Linked DNA regions of Mus musculus: region 1 is linked to region 2. The links are chromatin contacts, called in public promoter capture Hi-C maps. All regions are on one chromosome and are shown on one strand. The core of a region is the stretch at or near the end of the contact, and the rest is flanking DNA. Distances in the headings are between cores, read along the strand shown.

Evidence for each region. Promoter capture Hi-C pulls out the DNA fragments that hold promoters and counts their contacts.
Region 1: a promoter capture Hi-C map of macrophages shows a contact between it and region 2, with 6 read pairs. The contact joins the enhancer-like site here to the promoter of Ltv1 in region 2. A contact is called at or near these places in 2 of 39 promoter capture datasets (macrophages and stem cell-derived epiblast-like cells), 7 of 484 Hi-C or Micro-C datasets (bone marrow-derived macrophages, muscle stem cells, myeloid progenitors and 3 more), 3 of 115 datasets of contacts at active chromatin or transcription factors (bone marrow-derived macrophages, embryonic stem cells and forebrain) and 4 of 9 other capture datasets (adipose tissue, liver, macrophages and 1 more).

What each region holds. Positions count from the first base shown.
Region 1 is chr10:13,297,602-13,302,946 of GRCm38.p6, forward strand. The region is part of intron 1 of Phactr2 (phosphatase and actin regulator 2); the gene reads right to left. Among named protein-coding and RNA genes, the nearest start is that of Gm46211, 74 kb to the left of the region's middle. Within about 2 kb of position 2,785, at least 31 of the 459 cell types and tissues checked have an H3K27ac peak or open chromatin away from gene starts, as enhancers often do. A contact at or near this core is called in adipose tissue, bone marrow-derived macrophages, macrophages and 1 more, where this site is marked.
Region 2 is chr10:13,190,153-13,195,967 of GRCm38.p6, forward strand. It overlaps Ltv1 (LTV1 ribosome biogenesis factor), which reads right to left and starts at 2,985. Exons shown (of 11, transcript NM_181470.4): 1 at 2,876-2,985; 2 at 1,956-2,087; 3 at 423-593. The coding sequence starts at 2,878.

The sequences.
Region 1 (5,345 bases), core at 1,535-4,034, 110 kb after region 2:
AGTAGATTATCAGCATGGACATACACACTGCCAGGCACATATGCTCTTTCTTGGTTTCTGATAGTGTTCTTCAAGAAGGGAAAATCAAAAAGTCCAGTCTGTACAGAAATGGACACTTCCAGGGTTGGGACACAGAACTATTGATGAGCCCTTATCATCTTATATTGCTAGGATGTAAGGGGATACTCTAAACAAACTGAACAGTAGATGTCAGAGAAACATGGGCAGGAACTCAAAGGATATGCAAAGTCAAATGTTTGAACAATTGGGGTAAACTAAATAATATAGTACTAACTTATAACCAAAAATCTAAAATAAATATCTATGGGTCCATATTTACACAAATAAATATTAAATAAATAAATTTGGGACAAAAGGAATCTGTCCAGATGAGGTCCGATAATCTGTAGAAGGCGCTTACCTTCCCATGCCTTAAATGCTACCACAGTGCAGTTCCTTCTGAGAGCAGAAGTGTGGAGGATGACGACGTTAGCCATCACTAACTTCATAATAAAGGGCACAGAATCACCTCATCCAAGGAGTCCAAGGTCATTGTCATCTGTGATAGATTGTGTTTACTGTAGCAACCTTCACGTGTTGTGATCCATCTGGATCTTCAAAACCCACAAGCCAGCGACATTACGGGAAACTGTCAGAAAAGGCTGAGTTGAGGGACATGTCTAATATACCTGACCGATGCACCTCAGACCAACAAGGTAATTAAAAACTAACGGAGTCTGAGTAACTGAAGTGGGAGGCCGTGACATGGGTCCTTAGTGAGATCCTTCATCAAACACAGTGACATCAAGGAAACACTGCTGAGATTCTAATAAATTGTAGCTTGTAAGAAGGTGCCACTGTCTGTCCTTTTGTTGGAATAAGTTTATCACATACACAAGAGACTAAGAGAAAGAGAAAATAAAGGCAGCAGTATATGAGAATATGACTATCTTTCCACATTTTCTGCAAATCTAGAACTATTCTTTTATTTTAAACAATACATGTCTGTGTGTGTATGTTCAAATGTGTGTGGCTGTGCTCACCCATGCCCCAGCTCACAGATCTAAGGACACTGGGTGCCTGGTTCTAGCTATCTCTGTCTTATTCCCTTGAGCCAGGGTCCTTCCCTGAACTTAGGGCTAGGCTGACAGCCAGCATGCCTCAGTGGTCCTCCTGTCTCTGCTCAGCACAGTGCTCGGGGTCCAGGCACAAACCATCAAGTCCCCTTTTTATGGGAGTGCTGGAGGTTCAAACCCAGGTCCTGATGCTTATGTAACAAGCACTCTTGCCCACAGGTTCCCAAATCCAGAACTATTCTAAAAGACAAGTCATATATGTATATATATATATTTGGTTTTTCGAGACATGGTTTCTCTGTATAGCCCTGGCTGTCCTGGAACTCACTTTGTAGACCAGGCTGGCCTTGAACTCAGAAATCCACCTGCCTCTGCCTCCCAACTGCTGGGATTAAAGGCGTGCTCCACCACTGCCCGGCTTGACAAGTCATATTTTAATGTATCATAGCCCCCAACGAGGTAAATAAACTTAGAGATCTGTATTTTTAGGGTCCTTTCTGCTCTAAGATGCATGGAGGAGTACACAAAAGGTTTCTGCCCCCTGGATTTGGGGGAGATAACATTTCCAGTTGTCCATCTTCCTTCCCTTTCCTAACACTTTCCTTTTCTAGTATTTTGGCACTGGGGGTTTTTAAAGACCGCCATTCTGCTATTTCAGCACGTTTTAGCACATGACTTACTCAGATTCAGTAGTAGTCAACATTTTCTATAAGAGTGGAGAGTGGGGTTACTGTCCACACCACATTAGCAAGGACTTAGTCACTGTTAAGGAGAGGCCAGGTACAGAGGGGAGATTCCAAACTCATCCCCCAACACACATGTGTGCACGCATCCATGTAAGGAGAGTTGTCACGTACAGCTGATACAGAGTGACACATTCAGGATTCAATGTTTCCCTGTCCTTCATTTTTAAGTCACTGAGGTCATTTTAACAATAAAATTTTGACACTCAAAAGCCAATTCAAAGGGCTGAAATTTATTCTGTAATTATGGAGCGTCCTCATTTCCCATGATGAGAGAAGCGTTGGACAATGAGGGAAAAGAAACCCCAAGGTTTATGCTTCTGTCCCTAGGCTCCTAAGAAGCAGAGAGCATGAGCTATTCATTCATTGGACCACATTGGATGCTTTTGCTCTCCCAACAGCCAGAAGTATTAATTTAGTAATAACAGAACGCATAATGTCTCATATTTCTTGAGCACTTACTATTTGCCACAAACTCAGCAAAGTGCTTTGCCTGCACTAATTTGGGCTAATTTCACAACAGTGTGAGAGACAGGTATTGAAAGAGGGCATTATTTCTGCAATTAAATAGTGAGAGAGCCATTGAGACTGAGAACCTAACTGGGGATCAGGCATTCCGTGTGCACTTGTTTATATTCACAAAGACAAAGATTAAAAATATACTGAGTAAGTAATATAAAAGTTATCCTACTGCAGTAACACAAGAGTTAAATGCCGGAGTTTGGATTTTAAGTCATAGCCACCTGCTTCTAGCACTAGTAATCCCAACCAGTTTCTTACAAGGCTGGCTTCAACTCAATGCTATGTACCTGGAAAATCCAGGGAGATCACAGAGCCAGTGGGATCGACTGACTTCTTGCTCTGAAATCGCTCGCACTCTGCTGAGGAAGCAGACATAGCCAGTGGGCCATGCAAACCAAAACCAAAAGTCAACTGGACTCATGGGAGGGAGGAAGGAACTCTAGCTGAGTGTGCTGGGAGTGTTTCTTAGGAAGGACTGTGACCTGGGGTCAGATGAGAGAATTAAGAAGGGAACAAGTACCCTGCAGGGAGTGAGTCCAGGATGGTTGAGCGTTTCGTAGCTTCTTGCTATTGCCGGGCTGAGCTCACAATAGACACATGAAATATATTTATGGGAAAATATGAACAACTTATAAGGTCATGTTTTTGACCATGTGAAATGATCAAATATGAAGAGTTCAAAGAGAAACAGGAGAGTTTTGGACTTCCCATGAATGGCAGATGCACAGTGCCAGTCATCTGATTCAGGGAACTTCCCTTCCACCAGGCTGCCTGCATTAGCATCCCTGAGCATATCCAGGGAGCCAGAAGCATCTCCTGCTATCTCTAAAGCAGCCAACTGTAAACCAGAAAGCAAAGCAGGCGTTGCACAACCAGGACAGCCAATAAATCTCGGTTACTGTTCTGGATTTTGATCATGAAATCAGGGCGGTGAACTGTAAGCCAGAGAGAAGAGATCTGGATCCCGGACCAACTCAGCTACTTCAGCAGCAGCCCCATGACCTTGAGTGAGGACCCCGATTTTTCAACGCTGTAAATCAGGATACTGGGCTAAGTGATCTCACGGTGCCTCTCCAGCTACTCAGGGTTCTCTTGGTTCTCCACTTGCGTTGGCTGAGTCACATTGAAGACCAGCTCTGAGTGCTGCATGGATACTGCTCATCACCCATCACTACAGAACAGGGAATAGGTCCTATTTATATTGTTCCATTTAGTCCAAGAGGAAGGGGAAGCCCAGAGAAATCAGGTAATTTGTCTAAGGTCATAGGGCTGATGAGACAGAGCTCTGGTCTGCCTCCACAACGCCCTTTACATAAAACAGGAAGAGAGTGCTGTTGTGGGTGAGAGTAAATCTCTGTTTCAAAAGAGTATAAGATATAAATGCAGAGCGTGAATCATGCCCTGTTTTTGCCCTCAGCCACGTGCTTGGATTTGTCCAGAGTTGGGGAAGGTACTGTTTTGATCTCTCAAACAACGTCTCATGCCATCACAGTTCATTTACATTTGTGGTAGGCACAGTGTAGTGTTAATTTAATAGATATTTTCCCCCTCATTTTCCATTGAGTGTTCTCATTTCATTGTACAGAGAATTGTTATTTACCATAAAATTAATTCTCAAAATTCAAAAGTATCAATTTTTTAAACTTAAAAAAAAAACAAAAAACAAAAAAACAAAAAACAGAAGCGGCCATTCCTTCTGAATTCCCAAAGGAAAACGCTACTAAAGATTTCCGTCTGCCCGTTAAGCTCTGACAGAAAATTCCAGAGTTTAAACTTGTGGCCCGAAGTGTAGGATAGTCTGTTTGTGCAGCTGTGTGACATCCTGATTCACTGACGTGCACAGCATCCCCTAGACTTGCTACAGGGTATTCTACAGATTAAATAAAGTCATTCATGTATGGGGATTAATGGGATTCCGATTGAGTGGGCAAAGGGTCATTTTGTGAATGTAAAAAAAAATCAAATTTAATAAAAACACAAAGTATTTTAATTTTTGAAAACCATTACAGCCATGATAAGCAAAGGTTTCTTTACCAACAGATGAGGGGTTGGTATAGGAACAAGAAGTGGCTAAAGGAATGAAAACTAAGACAGGAACCAAGCAGTCTCTGACCTTGCTACCCTCAGGCCCTTAGCATCTCCTACAGCAACTCCAGACTCTGGGGTGAATGAAGGGTTGCTGGACTCGGGAAAAGAAGACAATTCCTGTACATTCTTTGTGGACAACCTGCCAAGTAAGACAGAGTTTCACCTCATTGGTTTGGGGATAATGATCACCCTGTTTAGGCTGAGCACACACAGATGGATGAAAATTAGGGGAGAAAATGAAAGGTCTTATATATAAAATATTAAGTTAAACAAAACAAAACAAAATGTAGCCCTGGTGAATTGGGTATATAATCACCAATATATAGGAAGCCAGGAGGATTTCAAGTTCAAATTCTTGCTGGGTTACACAGACTGAGTTCAATAGTAGTCTGGACAATTTAGTAACACCCTATCTCAATACAGAAAAGAAACAAAAAAGATTAGGGAAGGGGCTAGGGAGATTGCCCAGTTAGTAATGTGCTTGCTAGACAAGTTTGAAAGCCTGAGTTTGGAACCCCAGGACCCATGTAAAAAGCTGGATGTGGTGGCACCTCTGCATTGGGGAGGTGAAGGCAGACGGACCTCTGGGACTTGCTTGATAGCTTAGCAGTACAGGTGATCTTTATACTCAGTGGGAGACTCTGTCTCAGAAAATATGGTACACAAATAGTGATGAGGACCCATGACGATGTTATCTACAGGTATGTGCCCCCCCCCTCTCTGTGTGTGTGTGTGTGTGTGTGTGTGTGTGTGTGTGTGCAGGCTTGGGATATAGACCGATCCTATATAGAATGCCAGCCTAGTATGTAAAAGGCCCTAGATTCAATCACATTATTTTAATAAACAAAAAAGTGCATAAATAAAAATAAAATCTAGTCAATAACATAATTTAAAGTCCATGGCCAAATTTTCATTC
Region 2 (5,815 bases), core at 1,735-4,234:
AAGCGTGGGACAGTGGTCTGCACTCCTGCTGTGGGTGGCACTACAACCTGTCCATGCTACTCTCTCTATGGCTACCTTGCAGAGTTCACAAAAGTGTTAAAGATCTGAAAACACCTCCACAACAGTTTATGATCATAAAACTATGTCAGGATACAGGATGCCCTGTTTTTCTTCTATGGAAAATGCTGCCTGACATGACTCATAGTTCTGAACCTGACAAAAGGCTGTTAATATTGACAGCAGCTACCAGAGAAAGGGCCTACACCCAATGGTGCAGACATACACATGTCTATACAACAGCAGGCAGAGACTCTATATTCTTCATACCGGCACCATTTTCTGACCCTAAGTTATTGACTTAAAAACGAGGAGTCTCCCCATTGCTGCAGGGTTTCACATGTAAAGGGGCCGAGAAAGCTTACTGAGTATACGCAGGGGTCTTCTGTCTTGTCGCAGAGGGGTGTGGCAAAGGAGGTGCTGGGGATAAGCTCTGCGGGCCCAGAGGGCTCCTTCAGGTGCTGCAAGTAATCATAATCGTCGTCGAAGAACACGCCGTACTTCCTCTGCTCAGCCCGTCTTTCCTCGTCATTGACCTTGGACAACAACACGGAGTTAGCTATCCTGCCACGAGTAAGGCCAGGACCCTGACAACTTTTGTAGACAGCACAGGAATAGTGGCTGATAGGAATCATTAGTTCCTGACAAATACCACAACTACAGAGAGTCCAAAACATAGTGCTACATACAATTATAACAGAATGACAACAAGCCAGGCTGAGGCAGGCCATTAGAACCCACCAACGTATGGTATGACAAGCCTGAAAAACGCAGACCTGGTCTCAAAGACAAAGTGAAGCAGGAGCACATACACATAACACGAGTGAGAACGAGTCTTTCTTTCTTTTTTTTTTTTAATTTTTTATTAGGTATTTAGCTCATTTACATTTCCAATGCTATACCAAAAGTCCCCCATACCCACCCACCCCCACTCCCCTACCCACCCACTCCTCCTTTTTGGCCCTGGCGTTCCCCTGTACTGGGGCATAGAGAACGAGTCTTTCAACTAGACAATTCTGCATGGCAAATCTAGGTAAGAAATATATGTAACATACACTCAAAAAATGTCACTGGAGGCTTAGAAGAAAAGATTTGGAAGCTTTGACAGTAAGTATAGTTTCTTGTACTTATACCCAAAGAAAGCTTTTCATGAAGTGGTGTAATGGGTGGCTTTAAGGAAAAGTTAAAGGGAGGCAAATGCCTCGAAATACTTAAAACGTTTTTTTACACTTTTAATGAGTGTGTATGTGCAGCTAATACACACAGAGGACAAAAGGGAGTAGCAAAACCCCCGGAACAGTTGTTATAGATGGCTGTGACTCTACATATGGGTGCTGGGAACCGAACCTGGGTCCTCTGCAAGAGCAGCAAGTACTTAAACACTGAGCCATCTTTCCAGCATCCCCCAAAATGTTTCCATTATCCATCTTTAACAAGTGTGATGCTAACATAAACCAACCTACTCACGGCCCCTCTAGGATTGCCAAAGCTATCCATGAGCTTGGATGTTCTGTATTTCATGACATGAGAGACGAGGGGGCAAATGGAAGACTACTGTAATATGGGGGAATCCCAAGAGAAAGCAGAGACTGAGCATACCGCCATAGCCTAAATAATACTGTGCAGATGGAGGCTGTGAACTAGTGAACTTGACTAATATTCTATAAGATCTCTTTATTTAATAATCTCAAAGATGCTTTAGCCTGTCAATCAAAATAAATACACAACATCAAACATCAGCACAGAAACTGGAAACTGAGTCACAGCTCTTTTTTTTATTTTTTTAAGAGGACCAACTTCTGAGAATGCCCGGCATGCTTAAGTTCCCTGGGTTCCATGTTCAGGACTACAAAACTACCATTCACCTAAAAACGTAGTGGCTCCAGAACAGGACCTACCTTTTGTGTAGGCAAGAGAACCCTCTGGGGTGCAGTTTCATCTGCGGCTAAAGGATCTCGCTGGCTCCGGTGGACCAGGTGAAAAGACACAGCTTTCTTCTTCTCTATAAAGGGCTTTTTCTTTCTGTGAGGCTACAAAATAATCAGGAAAGGTCAATAAAACAGAACCCCCACACAGTGGGCAACGCCACAGCCACAGGTACACTCAGTTAAGCATGTGGAGGGTGAACAGATATTTCAGATTTGTACACCTAAGCCAGACAGGACAGGAGTCCCTGTCTCCTGAAGGATCCATACTTACCTTCGCCAACAAACCCTGGCTAGGCACCTACTCTGAGACACTTGTTCAAAGGTGCTGGGGAATATGTGGGGCAGTGTGAGAAACTCTCCGCTCTTAGCAAGTAAATCAGTAAGAGGGAAAATCAAACAGGATTTTCAAATCAAAAGCAAATGCCTGAAGTCTCTCTTAATGGGTGCTCTGGGAAGGTCCCCGAAAAGTTTTATCAACAAGACAAGGAGCCTGCCACAAGAAAATATAGACAGACACTTCATCTACAAGGTAGTAAATAAGATTAGGGCACAGACAACTAAGGTTCAGATGATTTACTCCTCGATACATTCGTATTTGCTCTTCAGCTCTGGGTCTAACCAGAGTTGCTACCCAGTGGCCCAAGTGAACCCCGGAAGCAGGGGGCGGAGCTTCTGCGTCACAGGGACGGAGTTACCCAAAGCCTTCAGGACTGGAAACTCCGGGCGTTTGGCGAAAGGGAAACCTTCTTTCTCCTTCCGAAGTGCCCCGGGGGTGACGAAGGTGACTGGTGCCGGGAGAGTGACAGGACTCGGGGCACCAAGCCACGCGGCCAGTGGCCTAAGTCAGCCGCAGGGAGCGGCTCCCTCCCGGAGCACCGCGGTTTTCTCACCATGATGAGGCAGGGACACCCTCTCCGGAACCGCGGCAGCCGAACCGCCGCTCCCCGGTACCTGCCGGCAGCTCCACACGTGGGTCCACAGGGCTAGGGCAGCACGTCACACGATGGCGGGGCAAGGAGCCAATCGCCGGCGAGCCGCTAGGCTGTAGCCGGAAGTTGCGTGAGCCCGCGGTGACAGAACCTTCCCGGGGACTTCCGGGAGGTGGGGCTAGCAGGACCTTCAGTGGGCGGGGCTTTCTGGCTGGAGTTGGTGGCGGCAGGGAGTAGCCTACTTACCTGAGGGCAAGTTTCAGGTTCCAACCTGGGGCTTCAGATATTCCTTACCTGTGCTTAACTCAGAACAAACAAAACAAAAACAATCAAAAACAAACGAAAACAAGACCAAGGCTGTGCAGGTTCATGACAGGAAAGTGGTCACTTCCCTGGCTTCTTCTTCTTCTTTTTTTTTTTTTTTAATATGTTTGTTTGTTTGTTTGGTTGTTTGGTTGTTTGGTTGGTTGGTTGGTTGGTTTTTCGAGACAGGGTTTCTCTGTGTAGCCCTAGGCTGTCCTGGAACTCACTCTGTAGACCAGGCTGGCCTCAAACTCAGAAATCCGCCTGCCTCTGCCTCCCGAGATTAAAGGCGTGCTCCACCACTCCCTGGCCTTCCCTGGCTTCTTGACCTAAGGGGAATCAGTTGCCTAGCAATGTCCAACCAAGGCCTAGCTTCAATAGGCAGAGTCTAACATCTTTAGGGTTTTCGTATTACATCTTTTTGATGAACAACTCCCAACCGTACCTTTAGCACAGTCCATAAGTGTTGGTATTCTGTCTGGACTCCACCCCCACAGATACCTGGCAATTGCCAGGTATTCGCTGCCCCACGGTTACCTGGCAACAGCCAGGTAGACCTGGCCCTATAAAAGGGGCTGCTTGTCTCCCCCTCTCCCATCCTCTCTCATTTGCCTTTCTTTTGCCTCTTGCCCTCTTGCTCCCCATTCCCTCCCCCCCTTGCTCCATGTGTCATGGCCCGCCTCTACTTCACTACTCTCTCCTTCTCTCTGCCTTTCTCTGCCTCGTCTACTTTCTTAACTCCCCTCTCCATGCCCTGAATAAACTCTATACCCCCTTCTCCCAGACCCCGCCAGAACTTATCGTAATAGCTCTTTCTCTTTTTATGATCACAACACTAAGATTATTGGTTTTAGGGGCATTTGATGTAATAAAATAAATTCCGAAGCTCTGATGATTGCATATTTTTTTAAGATGAAAACTAATAAAAACCCAAGGTGGTTTTTTGTTTTTGTTTTTTGAGACAGTGTCTCATGTAGCCCAGCCTTCTGTCCAACTTGAACTACGTATCCTCCTACTTGCATCACGCTAGTGTTGGGCGTATTCGATGTGTGTGATGCTGAAGACTGAAGCCAGCCAGGGCTTCCTGCATGCTCGGAGAGCACCCTAACACGTTTTCTGTGACTACATCTCCATCCCCCAAGTTGTTGCTCACATATTTTGTGGTGCCTTAAGCAAATAGGATTTTAAGTGTAATTTCTTAGGAAGATTTCCGTCGGATGCTGGAGAGGAGCGTGATGAAATAATCCAACATTCTATCAGTAGACGCTTGCTTTCTCATTCCCAATTGCTAGTGGTTTTTTTTTTTTCTTCAATGTCTTGAGTTCTGTTGAAATGTCTCTATAATTATAGCCAAATATTATCATTGTAAATGTTTGTGGGCTACTGTTCTTTTTCTACAAGAAAAATAATGGAAATAGTTTAGATCAGAACCACACGTTTTGTCATGAGAAAATGTTTTGTAAAGTACATATATAGTTTAACATATCTTTATGCTAACTAGCCATCATTCTTTGCTATTTGAAAGCAAGATTTATATGGGAAGCACCAGGCTCAGTTCAATCTGTTTTATTTACTACTGGATCTAGTTCTTGATACACACACCCAATAAATATTTGTTTATGGGAATTAATGATTTGGCATTCTACCTGAATAACCAATTTCCCCACTATGACTCTGTGAGAGAGGGGCTATTAGGTGCCCTTATGAGCATTTTTACTGCAACCCAAAATTCCCAGAAGAAAAAGCCATATTTGTGTTGAAGATTTTAAATGACTAATTAGAACTTCATGATTGTGGAAAGTTGGAATGTTGCCTATATTCAGTACCCCCTTAGTAGCTAACTCATTGTCCTCCTCTGGGTCTGACCTGGCAACCTTTTGGCTATTAGGTAAAACATTTGACATGTATTCTTGCAACCACTGTTTCCACCAACCCCAAAGCTAAGAATGACATCAGCTAACATCCCAAACCACCGCAGAGTTGTCCCAGCACTACTGCAACCTGTCTACCTGTGATAGCCCAGCAGTGTATTTGGAAAATGCATTTATTTATGATTGTTTATGGGTTGTTGTTTTTTTTTTTTTCCTGAGACAGGGTTTCCTCTGTGTATCCCTGGCTGTGGTACTCATTCTGTAGATGAGGTTATCCTCAAACTCAGAGATCATCCTGCCTCTGCCTCCTGCGTGCTGGGATTAAAGGAGTGTGTCAAGCCAGCCTAAAGACCTTTCGTTTCTTTTCTTTTTCTTTTTTTAAGGTGTACTTTCTTTAAGATTTATTTATTTATTTATTTATTTATTTTTTTAATGCATATGAGTACACTATAGTTTCTTCAGACACAGTAGAAGAGGGCATCAGATACCGATACCATTATAAATGGTTGTGAGCCACCATGTGGTTGCTGGGAATTGAACTCAGGACCTCTAGAAGAGCAGTCAGTGCTCTTAATCTCTGAGCTATTTCTCCAGACCTCTTTTCTATTCTTTTTCTTTCCTTTCCTTTTCTTTTCTTTTCTCTTTTCTTTCCTTTTCCTTTCTTTTCTTTTTCTCTTTTCTTTTCTTTCCTTTTCTTTTCTTTCCCTTTCCTTTTCTTTCTCTCTCT